Regions from separate parts of the Mus musculus genome. Here region 2 is linked to region 1. Evidence: chromatin contacts called from public promoter capture Hi-C data. All regions are on one chromosome and are shown on one strand. The core of a region is the stretch at or near the end of the contact, and the rest is flanking DNA. Distances in the headings are between cores, read along the strand shown. Region 1 overlaps Ptpn11 (protein tyrosine phosphatase, non-receptor type 11). Region 2 holds the start of Trafd1 (TRAF type zinc finger domain containing 1).

Region 1 (5,548 bases), core at 938-3,437:
TACAGAGTGAGTTCCAGAACAGCCAGGACTACACAGAGAAACCCTGTCTCGAAAAAACAAAAACAAACAAAAACAAAAAACAAAAAAACAAAAAACAAAAAAAGAGTTGAGGGCCAGGAAGCTGCAGTTACCCTTACCCCCATCTCTCCACGCTCTGTGAGGGCAGGACCTATGCCTGCCTTCCTCACAAGGGAAGATAGTGGCAAACTGGGCTCAACAGCTATGAGGCACCCGACGTGGCGCTCAACCAGTGAGTGACAGGACACAGGACAAAGGTTGAATGCGAGCAGAGTACCACAGTGACTTCGAAACATGGACAGCTACACAGTGTCTAGAATACGACAATATACTTACTTGTCCGACCTTAGAGAGTTTGAGCTCTCGTAAAGTGTAGTCATGGGCGGCACTTTCTTTGACGTTCCTAACACGCATGACCCCGTATTCTTTGAGCGCATACTCATCAGGCCAGTACTTGACACATTTGCTCTGGAAGGAACCACAAGGAGCCTGTTAATTAATGTCCCAAGCCCTAGTGAAAATCCAGACCTGCAATGACCAATCATCCCAGGCCTGCTGGTGACAGCAGCAGGAGGCTCCTCCTGGGACAGGAGCCTGCCTCTATCCTCTAGAATGCCAACAAGAGAACAATGCAAATGAGCAAGGCAGGCCACAGGGGGGAGGGTAGGAGGTGCCGCAGGTTGGCCAGATGCCCACCCCATGCCCCACCCACTAGCTACCAGATCAGAGTCAACACCTGCTTATTCAGCTCTGAGGATAAAACAGGCAAAGTGGGAGGGACTGCCCCCAGGCAAGCAGAACTTGCAATTCTAGCATTCTATCAGTTGTTCTGAGAGGACAGGCAGATGGCTGACACTGTCCTATCATGTGTACCTGGATTTCTCTGAACAGTATGAACAGCTCACTCAGAGGGGCAGCCAGGGTTCTGGGCCAGCTGCTTTCTCTATATCCAGACTCATCTGACACCAACCACACACCAGCTTCCCAAAACCAAGAACACAGTCTGCAATGGCTGTTGGCTTCAAGAACAGATTGGGGGGGGGGGGGGGGGAGCTGGGGGCTGGGTGAGATGGCTCAGTGGTTAAGAGCGCCGACTGCTCTTCCAAAGGTCCCGAGTTCAAATCCCAGCAACCACATGGTGGCTGGCTCACAACCATCCGTAACAAAATCTGATGCCCTCTTCTGGAGTGTCTGAAGACAGCTACAGTGTACTTACATATAATAAATAAATGAATCTTGAGAAAGAAAGAAAGAAAGAAAGAAAGAAAGAAAGAAAGAACGAACGAACAGAGGGGGGAAGCACACACCATTATTGATTTATGTATTGAGTATTGGCACTTGGGAAGCAGAGGCAAGCAGGTCTCTGTGAGCTCAGGGACAACCTGATCTACATAGCAAGTTCCAGGCCAGCTAGAGCTGCATAGTGGTACCCTGAACAGATAAACTGAAAGCTGAGTGTGCACACTTGTAGTCCCTGAAGACAGAGGCAGGAGAATCACTTCCAGTGTAAGTCTGGATTGCTCTACATAGTGAATAGCAGGCCAGCCAGAACTATATAGCAAGATCCTGTTTCAAAACAAACACCAGGGCAGGCAGCTGAGAAAGAAGTAACAATGACATAAAGGTAAGAAGCCTTGTCCAGCCGAGGAATGAGCCTGTGTTATCTCCAAGAGGAACAGTTCCATCATCTACCAATGATAAGTCCAAGACAGAACATGCTCTGCTTCTGTCTTTCTGGAAATCGTCACACTCACTTTCTAAAACCACCCATGTGAACATCAGCAAGGAAAGTTTACATCAAAGTCTAGAAATGCTGAGTAACTTACAGGTGGTAAAAAACAAGAGGACAGCTAGCTACAGAGCTTAGTAACTAACCCAGAAAGGACCCCGAGACAGAAGGAGCAGCTGATGGAATATGTGATTTTTATTCTAAATTCAGCCTTTGCATTTGACCGTCTGGTAGGATTTCTATCACTGCCAACGTAATGGTGCTGTTTTCTGACCAATCAATTCAAGGATTGCTCTGGTCACTACAGAGGCCTCAACAGAGAACACAAAACCACCCTGCCTTGAAAAGAGACATTTCAGCTGACTCACAGCACCTGCGGCCCTCTGCTTAGTGGTTTGCATGTTGCAGGACTGCTGCGTAGGAGAGCTGCCACAATCTGGTTTTGCTTCTGTGCAGTGAGGGACACAGGCTGTAAACAAAGGCTGTCAAGAGACTCCAGAACTACTGTGCACACTCCCAGGGTGACATGAAGGACTGGGTCAAGGAGGTGAGGACTGGAGCTGAGCACAGGCACCAGGTACCATTCTGCCCAGGCTCTCTGCTCTGGAGTTTTCAACTGCACTTCCAATGGTGGCTAGCCTGATTCCTCTGTTACGAGCCCATGTCCTCTGTGCTAGATGAACTCTGACCTTTCCATCAAGCAGAAAGCAGGAACTGGGAAGAGCTGTAACTGAGAAGAGCCCAGGAACTCAGGACACCTAACATCACTGCTAAAGGCATGCAAAAGTACACCAACCAAAACCCTGCACCATCACTTGCCTCTCAGTTGCCAGGCTCAACTACCAAGAGCCCCACCTGTCTCAGGTTAGCTTCTAAATGTGACTATGAAATTGCACTCAATTTTATGTAAGGCAATAGAGAATATCCAAACAAAAACTCTAACCAGAACACAATTAAAATCCAAATATCAAAAACCTATAAATTGTGGCACACGCCACAAAAGACACAGATGAGCAAAGCACATGTCCTGGCTCAGACAAAGGAAGAGATCCAAGACGACACCACCATGTAGACAGGGGCTAAGGGAGTGGCACTAAGGAGCCTTCTGTATGGGTTCCCTCAAAACCAACTGAGTGGAGTGGGGACATTCCACAGCGCTCCATGAACTCCAATCAGAAAGCACCAATAAGCACGCTGGACCCATGGGTGCTCACATGCATCCCAGCACTTAAAAAGGTAGGAGCATTAAGGGGTTCCTTTAAACACCAGTTTTTTCTACATAGAGCTCAAGGCTAGGCTGAACATAAAACTCTGTATCTTTGAAAAGAAAAAGTTAGAAAAGAGGAGGAGGAGAAGGCAAATAAATACACACACTGAGACCTATCCAGTCCAGCCTTTTTTTTTCCAGAGGATCAGCCAGACCCACCTGACACATTCAATATTTTGTTGTTTGTTTGTTTTCTGAGACAGGGTTTCTATGTAGCCCTGGCTATCTTGGAACTGCTCTGTAGACCAGGCTGGCCTCAAACTCAGAGATCTGCCTGCTTCCTTGTCTTTGGATGCTGAGATTAAAGCCAAATACCACCACAATCCAGAAACACATTCCATAATTTGAATAGTAAAGAATACTTTATCAGATGCTGGGCACACAGAGCCCAGAGCTTGGGGGGTGGGGGTGGGGGGGTGGGGGGGGTATCAGAAAAGATAAGTGTGTACCTTCCCTCTCTCCACTTCCTTTGTGGTCATGACAATGACTCGAGAGTTCTCCTGGAACACCATCCGCCAGAAGTCATTCACCGTGTTCTGCAGGCAGCCTTGAGTGGCAATGTAACTCTTTTTGGGTTTGGAATTGTTGCACTTGGTCTCAAACTCAGGCTAGAAGTCAGGAAGAAAAGCCTTCAAGCATTTGAAAGATGGTGTCATTGGTATAAAGAGGCTTCCAACACATGGCCAGAAAATATAGCCAAAGTCAAGCTTACCATGATGATGTTTGCATTAATGTAATCAGAAACAGGCTCATTGGGATCCCCATCATGCAGAACGACCCTGGTATGATCAACTGAGGAGAAAGAGATGACAGCTGTCAGTCCTCAGCTTCAGCAGAAGCCAGCGGGGCTCAGGCCAGGCCAGTCTAACAATGACTTCCACAGGATCAAATCTCCAGTCAGCACATGTGCAACCTGCCACAACACCTCACTTTCCTGTCTCGGTGATGCTCTGGGGTACAGGCACTGGGTATGAGAACCATTTATGCTATCTTCATAACGTCTTATGGATCCAAAATCATTTCAACCCAAAAGGTTTGGGCTCCTGTTTTTCTTCCTATCTGGGTTTTGGTGACAAAGGTAGGGATTAAACCCAGAGCCTTATACATGCTAGACAAACAGTGTGCCACTCAGCTATATCCCCAGCTGGTTTCTGGTTTTAAAAAGAAGACTAAAGTACTAACAATGACATCTAAGATTTTCAAAGCCACCTAGGGAAAGAGAGGTGGGCCTGAGTACAGACGAAACAAGGCCACACAGGAGCTGGCTACTCCTGAGGCTGGGCAACAATATGTCAGCTTTTGTATGTTGATATATTCCACATGTTCTATAACAAAAGGTTTCTTAAGGAGACAGAGTAAAATACAGTGTTTGTAAGACAAGATTCATAAAGTATGAGTTGTCTTAATTCTGTACAAAAATACATTATCAGTATAAAATTCTGAGTGCTCTATCAAAACCAACGTAGTTTACGATGGCAATCAGAAGCAAGGCTGGATGTGTTTCATAGATAGAATTTTGATCTTCTGCCTCGTCCCCCATCTTTAAAGAAATAAGATGTGCACTCATAGGACGGTGCAGGCCTGGAATCCCAGCTACACAGAAGGATGAAACGGGAGAACCACAAGTTCAAAGCCCACCTGGGTAACTTATGAAACTGTCTCAAAAAAAAAAAAAGGATTTAAGAAAGGGGTTGGTGATGTAGCCCTGGGTTCAATCACCAACATTTAAAAAAAAAAAAAAAAAGGAAGGATCAGAGGACACACTGATTGATTGGTGGCTAGCACAGCAGCAGACAGGTCATTTGAGAAACAGCTGCACTTTACAGTGAGAACCTCCTCTGAGGGGGCGAAATTTAGAAATAAAAAGAATGAGGTCCTCCAAGCCCCCAGGACCCCTATTCAGTTCCACGTGATTCTCTGCAAACTCTGGTTTGCTTGTCTCATGAAAGCAATGCCTCCTCCCCTACACAAGTCAGACAGCCATGTGGAATGAACACGAACACACACACACACACACACACACACACACACACACACACACAGGCGCGGGTTTCTGACCAGGGCTGGGGCTGTGGCATGGTGGCAGAGTGCTCGCTCACCCTGAGTGGTGAGATCTGCCCTTCACTTTCCCAGTGCTCAGACAAAACAAGTGCCCTGCTTTCATCTACACAGTTCTAGATTAGGTAACATCAAAATGTGCAGCAGCAGAGTGAGCGCCAGCCTGTGCAGTGATGGGGTCCTCACTAAAGGCCCTAGCGCCCTGCCACCGTGTGTATACTACAGGGGGCTCAGCTCTGGGTGTTCACAAGGTCCCTTGTCGCTTGTTCTGAGCCAGCAGAAGGTGATGATGAGCCCAGTAGGCTCTCCTTTCTCCGAATGGGAAACAGAGGCCCAGAGGAGAGGCACCTACCTCTAACTCACAGATTTGTCAAGAGGAGCAGAGACACAACTCAGCCCATGAGGCACTTGCCTGAGTCTGACTCTCGAGACACGACGAGCCTCAAGGTTGGTATATGTAGGTAACACGACCAGGA
Region 2 (5,548 bases), core at 1,370-3,869, 230 kb after region 1:
GACCACTGAGGGAAGTCCTTCCTTCTACAACACTGGCAAGACACATGTGGATCTCTATGAAGCTCAATGACAGCTTGGTCTCAAGCAAACGAACAAAAATGACCACACTTTTTTTGGACATATGAAAAGCATCAGTTCTCAGCCAGTGCTGGCACACACCTTTAATCCTGGCGCTGGGGACCCAGAGGCAGGTAAATATCCCTAGGAGTTATCAAGGGCACAGGGTGAGTCTACAAAGTGAGATCCAGGACAGCCAGGGCTACCCAGAGAAAGAGGGTCTCTGGGGAAGAAAAGTCATCTTATATGTGAATAAGGGCTGAGGGTAGCTCATTGGCTGAGCTGGCCACAGGACTGTCTGCTGTCCCTACCACTACCCACCCCCACTCCCAAAGAAGGTGAGTGAGAGTCCAAACCACTCCAGTATTGCTTGTTTGGTTTTTAAGAAGGGTCTCCCTATATAGCAAACTGTAGATCAGACTGGCCTGGAACTCACAAAGATCCTCCTGTCTCTGCCTTCTGAGTGCTGGGACTCAGGTGTGCACTGCCACGCCTAGCTAAGTATCTTTAAAAAAAAAAGTTTTATTTCTTTTATTTTATGTGTATGGATGTTTTGCCTGCATACGTGTCTGTGTCCCTGGTGTCCAGAGAGGCCAGAGGCTATTGGATCTCATGTAAAACGAGTTCCAGAGATTTGTCAGCTACCACTGGACACTGGAAACCAAACCTGGGTCCTCTGAAAGAGCAGGCAGTGCCCTTAACCACTGAGCCACTCCTCCGGCCCTGGACCCATCTTATTAAGTTATTAAAGACAGAACAGAGCCCCCAAGTCCCAGTTTTATCATTCCACTCCCTCTTCTACCCAGAGAAATCTTCCTGCCAAATTCTAAACAAGCCATTTGCCCAAATGATTAAAAGGCTGTAGTTACAGTGACTTGCATAGTTTAGAATCACATACGGCCAATAAACACAATACAGCCTGCCAATAAACCACCCAAGTCTTTACAGAGCTGGCTTGTCCTCAAACCATGGGATTCTATGTCTTACCAGTTGTCACACAGCCTAGAAGCCTGGTCATCTCGAAACTCGGCCATCTCAGCTCTTCCTGAAAACTGCAAAGGAACAGGTATCACTTTCTGTTTCATTTCTGCTCTCGGGATGACAAGCAAAAGAAGAAAAACCTAGGGTATTCCTTTTCATTGCCTTTTCATTTTCAATTTAAAAAAATAGACTTACAAAATGTTGCCCCCCCAAGCCTTAAAATACAAAGAATTCCCTTATGCCCTTCACCCAACTTCAGTAAAAGTTAATGTTATTAAACCCTAATTCTTTTTTTTTTTTAAATTAAATGTAACCAATCCTCAGGCCTTCTTCAAATGTCAGTGAGGAGACCACTATCCCCCTTCTTGGTTCAGTTTCAGTCCTGGGTGACATAAAGCTCTTAGATGTTACTACTTACTCTAATTTGAAAGCTCTCTCTCGTGTCTAATCTCTCACAGCCTTGATCGGCTAATTAGTACCTTAATCAGAGCCTGCTAGCGAAGACTGGCAGTTACTAAGAGTTTCTAGCTACTGGCTAGCTATTTTGTAATCAATCCTTCCATTTGGGGGCGGGGGTTGTCTGGTGTTTTCTTGGACTAAATTCAGGCTCTACACATTTGGCAGGAGTATTCATCAAACTAGCAGGGGCTCAAGCGATACGGGGCTCTGTGTTCCCTGACCAGGCATAAAACTGGGCATGATGGTACATGCCTGTAAATTTACCACTAGGGATATAGAGACAGAAGAATCACAAGTTCAAAACCATCTTGGCGACTTAGTCAGTTCAAGGCCAACGTGGGATGGATTCGACCCTAGTTCCAAAAAAAAAAAAAAAAAAAAGCAAAACCAAATGTAAGCAGAGCGCTAATATTGGACATCTTATCAAATGGTACGACACTGCCTACTTAGGTGTTTCTCCTCGGTCAAATCTGAGGCCCTCCCACCCGGGCTCGCAGGGCAAGAGCAGTCAGCTCCAGCCCTTTCTCTCGCTTCCCGTCCAGGATACAAGGCAGCTCCGATGTTTACATCACTCCTTCCCACGACACAGAAATAGACTTCGGCACCGACTGCTAACAAAGCGGCAGGCTGATCTGGACACTGTCAAGTCACCCGCCAGCAGCCTCAGCGCCCGGGCAAACTGACACTGTTTAACGAATCCAAGAGTCCAGTGTAGCAAAGCCCGGAAACCAAGCAAAGGTTCGTTTTCAATAACCTAAGGTGAGTGTCTGCGGGAAAGCACACAGACAAAGAGGGCGGCGGGACGGACAGACAGACCTCTAGCGACGGCAGGGAAGACTCAGCAAACCGGGAGGCCGGGGGAGGCGGAGGCAGGCCGGGCCACACGCCACCGCGGCGCCTCGGGGAGCGGCCGCTCTGCGCTCCGCGGGCCCGGGCGGTTGGAGCGGGCCGAGCCTCCGCCTCCCGCCGCGAGCCTGCGTCACCGCCGCCACCTCCCGCCCCGCCCCGCCCCACCCCGCCGCCCCCGTTCACCTCCGAGCCCAGCGGGAACAGCACCGCCACCGCCGCCTCCGCCGCCCGGAGCCAACAACCGCCCAGCTGCCCAGCCGCTTCCCACCGTCGCCGAGGGCCACGCCCATTGGCCAGCCGTGGGGCCCTGATGGAAGTCCATTGGACCACAGCGCTGCCGTTTCCTCGGGTCCGCCTCCTCATCCTCCATTGGCTCACAGCTCAGGGGGCAGGTTCCGAGGGTCATTTCTCCGCTCCCCACACACACACCTCTGGAAGCGGTGGCATCTACATTGATTGCTAGGATGATGCAGGGCAAACGTGCAGATGAGCCTACGATGACGGTGGGTGGCGTTTGCGCTCTGTCATGGGCCATTAATACCCACACCTTGTCATCCTTGTCATCCTTGTCATGAACGCTTCCTCCTGCCACACCTCTTCGAGGTGTCAGAGATTCCGATGTGCCAGCCAGGGTCTCCTTGCCGGACCTGGTGGCTTCTTCCTGCACCTCCTACCTCATGGATACAAAGGGGCGGGGGGGGGGGGCGGGATTCTAAATCTAAGCTGGCGTGTAAACTGCAAACAACATACAGCTGTGGGACTGGAGAGACACGTCTCCACGGCTAAGAACGCTTGCTACTCTTGGAGAGTTTGGTGTTCAGCACCCACAACAGGTGTTTCAGAACCCCCTGTAAGTCCAGCTGTAAGTCAGGGTATCAAGAGATTAATCATCTCATCACCATCATCTCATCATCATCGTCGTCGTCATCATCGTCATCATCTTAACAAAAGCAGAGCACAGAGGCCCATGCTTTTAATCCCAACATTTTGTCCTCAACTGCCTATGTAGTAAGGATCACCTTAAACTCAATCAATATCCTCCTGCCTCCATCCCCGCCAGTGCTGTTTTTGCAGGCTGAGGCTACCGCATCCAGCTAATTGCCACATGCTTTTATTTCCCTCAATATTTTAGGGAACTGCGGGCTCACTGCTGGCTCTGCGACTGCTGCGGGTGCCCGTGTTTCTGTTTTGTTTGGGGCTTTGGTTGTTTTGAACTAGCAAACTGTTTCTGAACGCGATGGCATCGTTTAAAGTTCCCATTGGGAGTGGAAGAAAGTTCCAGATGCCCCCCCCCCACGTGTTCCCAGGGTGATATAAATACATCCTGAAGAAATAAACAAGAGAATGGCAGTCGTGTCTCCTGGAAACAACTCACAGTCCTCGATGTGAAAGTGACTCAGAGGCTCCTCTGGAGTTTACTGGGGGAGGAAAGGACAACTCAAGAGGAGGACAAACAGCGCGGAAATGCTGAGTTACCTCAGCTTCTGCCTCCTGCCTCCACCTTGGCTTAAAATTTTGGGTTTGTTAAAAATTAAAGATTTTGGCTCGGCATGGTAGCACACGCCTTTTACCCCCCTCCCTCCCAGCTCTGGAGAGGCAGAGGCAAGTGGATCTCTGTGAGTTCGAGGCCATCCTAGTCTACAGAGGGAGTTCCAGGACAGCCAGGGCTACACCGAGAATCCCTGTCTTAACTATTTCATACATCCTGTGTGAAAATGTCATGATGGAAGCATGTGCTACTAAAAGCACTTAAAATGAATAAGATTTGGTCGTGGATGTCCCCCTGTCTCCACACGTGTAGCAGATTAACTGAATCTGAATGTCCTAATCTAAACATCCCCTCTGGGCTCAGACAGTTTCCACACTGACTTTGGAATTTTGGATAAAGCCCCAAGGGAGGTGGTGCCCTGCCCTCTGAGCCCAGCCAAGCTCCAGGCTTTGCCAGGCTGGGGGAGGGGAGCCCCTTATCCTTGCAAAGCCTGGCATTACTACCACCACCACCCCCTTCACGCCCACCTTCCCAACCCCTGCCTCAGCTCCTGGCTCAGCCTCTCCCTGACCGGAAGCTTCCTGTGCTGGTACTTGCCACTAGACCCTTCCCTTCCTCCCTCTGTGGATCCCAGCAGCTGCTGAAATTCACCGATCCCTGGCCTGAGGCCCTGCTTGTCCTAGGGCCTCATGGAAGAGGCCCCATACTTGCTGAATTAGATCAAGTTGTGCATGGCTTTTAACTCTAGCTTCTCCCACTTGATGGTTTGGGGTTTGCTGCTTCCTGATAGACAGTAAACTTTACCCACGGGGGTGGTGGGGGGGGGGAGGACTGGGAGGGAGCGGCTGGAGAGATGGCTCAGCGGTTAAGAGCACTGACTGCTCTTTTAAGGGTCCTGAGTTCAAATCCCAGCAACCACATGGTGGCTCACAACCATCTGTAATGAGATCTGAAGCCCTCTTCTGGTGTGTCTGAAGACAGCTACAGTATACTTACATGTAACAATAAGTAAATCTTTTTAAAAAAAAAAACAAAAGTCACCCTCCTAGTCACTGACCAACACCAAATTTGTTTTCTCTTGAGACAGGATCTAACTGTATAGCCCTGGCTGCCCTGGAGCTCCCTGTATTGACCCAACTGGCCTCAAACCCTCAATGCTGTCTGCCTGAGTGCTGGCATTAAGGACATGCACCACCACACATGACTCTGAATGGGTTATGAAATCGAATTCCCTTTGAAATGTCTTTTTACTCATTAGTGTGTAGCAGGGATGCTGTTAGCGTGGCTTTGGGTCTGAATCAGGTCCCTCCTCTCGCTGTGCTGTGTAGGTTCCAGAGATTAAACGCTAGTTATCAAGAGTAAACAAATACATTTACCCTCAGAGCCATCCCAAGAGTCCTAGGTTCCTTTTTATCTAGCAGGAAGTGAATCTCTGGATCCTTGGCAATGGAGGCAGTGCACAACCCATCTTCTTCTCCAAAGCTGCTGGGACAAACATACTGTCCGTTTGTGTTAGTTTACATTTTATTGGGTTATAGTTACACACAGTAAAGTTCATAAATATTTTATTATATTTATTCATTTGCAAGCCAGTGGTGATAGTGTACAGCTTTATGTCCAGCATTCCGGAGGCAGAGATGGGTGGCTCTCAGAGCCAGCCTGGTCTACAGAGTGAGTTCCTGGGCAGCCTAGACTACACAGAGAAACCTTGCC

Evidence for each region. Promoter capture Hi-C pulls out the DNA fragments that hold promoters and counts their contacts.
Region 2: a promoter capture Hi-C map of hippocampal neurons shows a contact between it and region 1, with 2.7 times the contacts expected there. The contact joins the promoter of Trafd1 here to the enhancer-like site in region 1. A contact is called at or near these places in 3 of 39 promoter capture datasets (hematopoietic stem and progenitor cells, hippocampal neurons and stem cell-derived epiblast-like cells), 1 of 115 datasets of contacts at active chromatin or transcription factors (embryonic stem cells) and 1 of 9 other capture datasets (liver).

Annotation. Positions count from the first base shown.
Region 1 is chr5:121,148,749-121,154,296 of GRCm38.p6, forward strand. It overlaps Ptpn11 (protein tyrosine phosphatase, non-receptor type 11), which reads right to left. Exons shown (of 16, transcript NM_001109992.1): 8 at 3,727-3,806; 9 at 3,464-3,622; 10 at 355-486. Among named protein-coding and RNA genes, the nearest start is that of Ptpn11, 40 kb to the right of the region's middle. Within about 2 kb of position 2,188, at least 22 of the 459 cell types and tissues checked have an H3K27ac peak or open chromatin away from gene starts, as enhancers often do. A contact at or near this core is called in hippocampal neurons, where this site is marked.
Region 2 is chr5:121,382,996-121,388,543 of GRCm38.p6, forward strand. It overlaps Trafd1 (TRAF type zinc finger domain containing 1), which reads right to left and starts at 2,620. Exons shown (of 12, transcript NM_001163470.1): 1 at 2,530-2,620; 2 at 1,045-1,109. The coding sequence starts at 1,091. Gm42020 (predicted gene, 42020) reads left to right here and starts at 2,518. Exons shown (of 2, transcript NR_168130.1): 1 at 2,518-2,849; 2 at 3,479-3,895.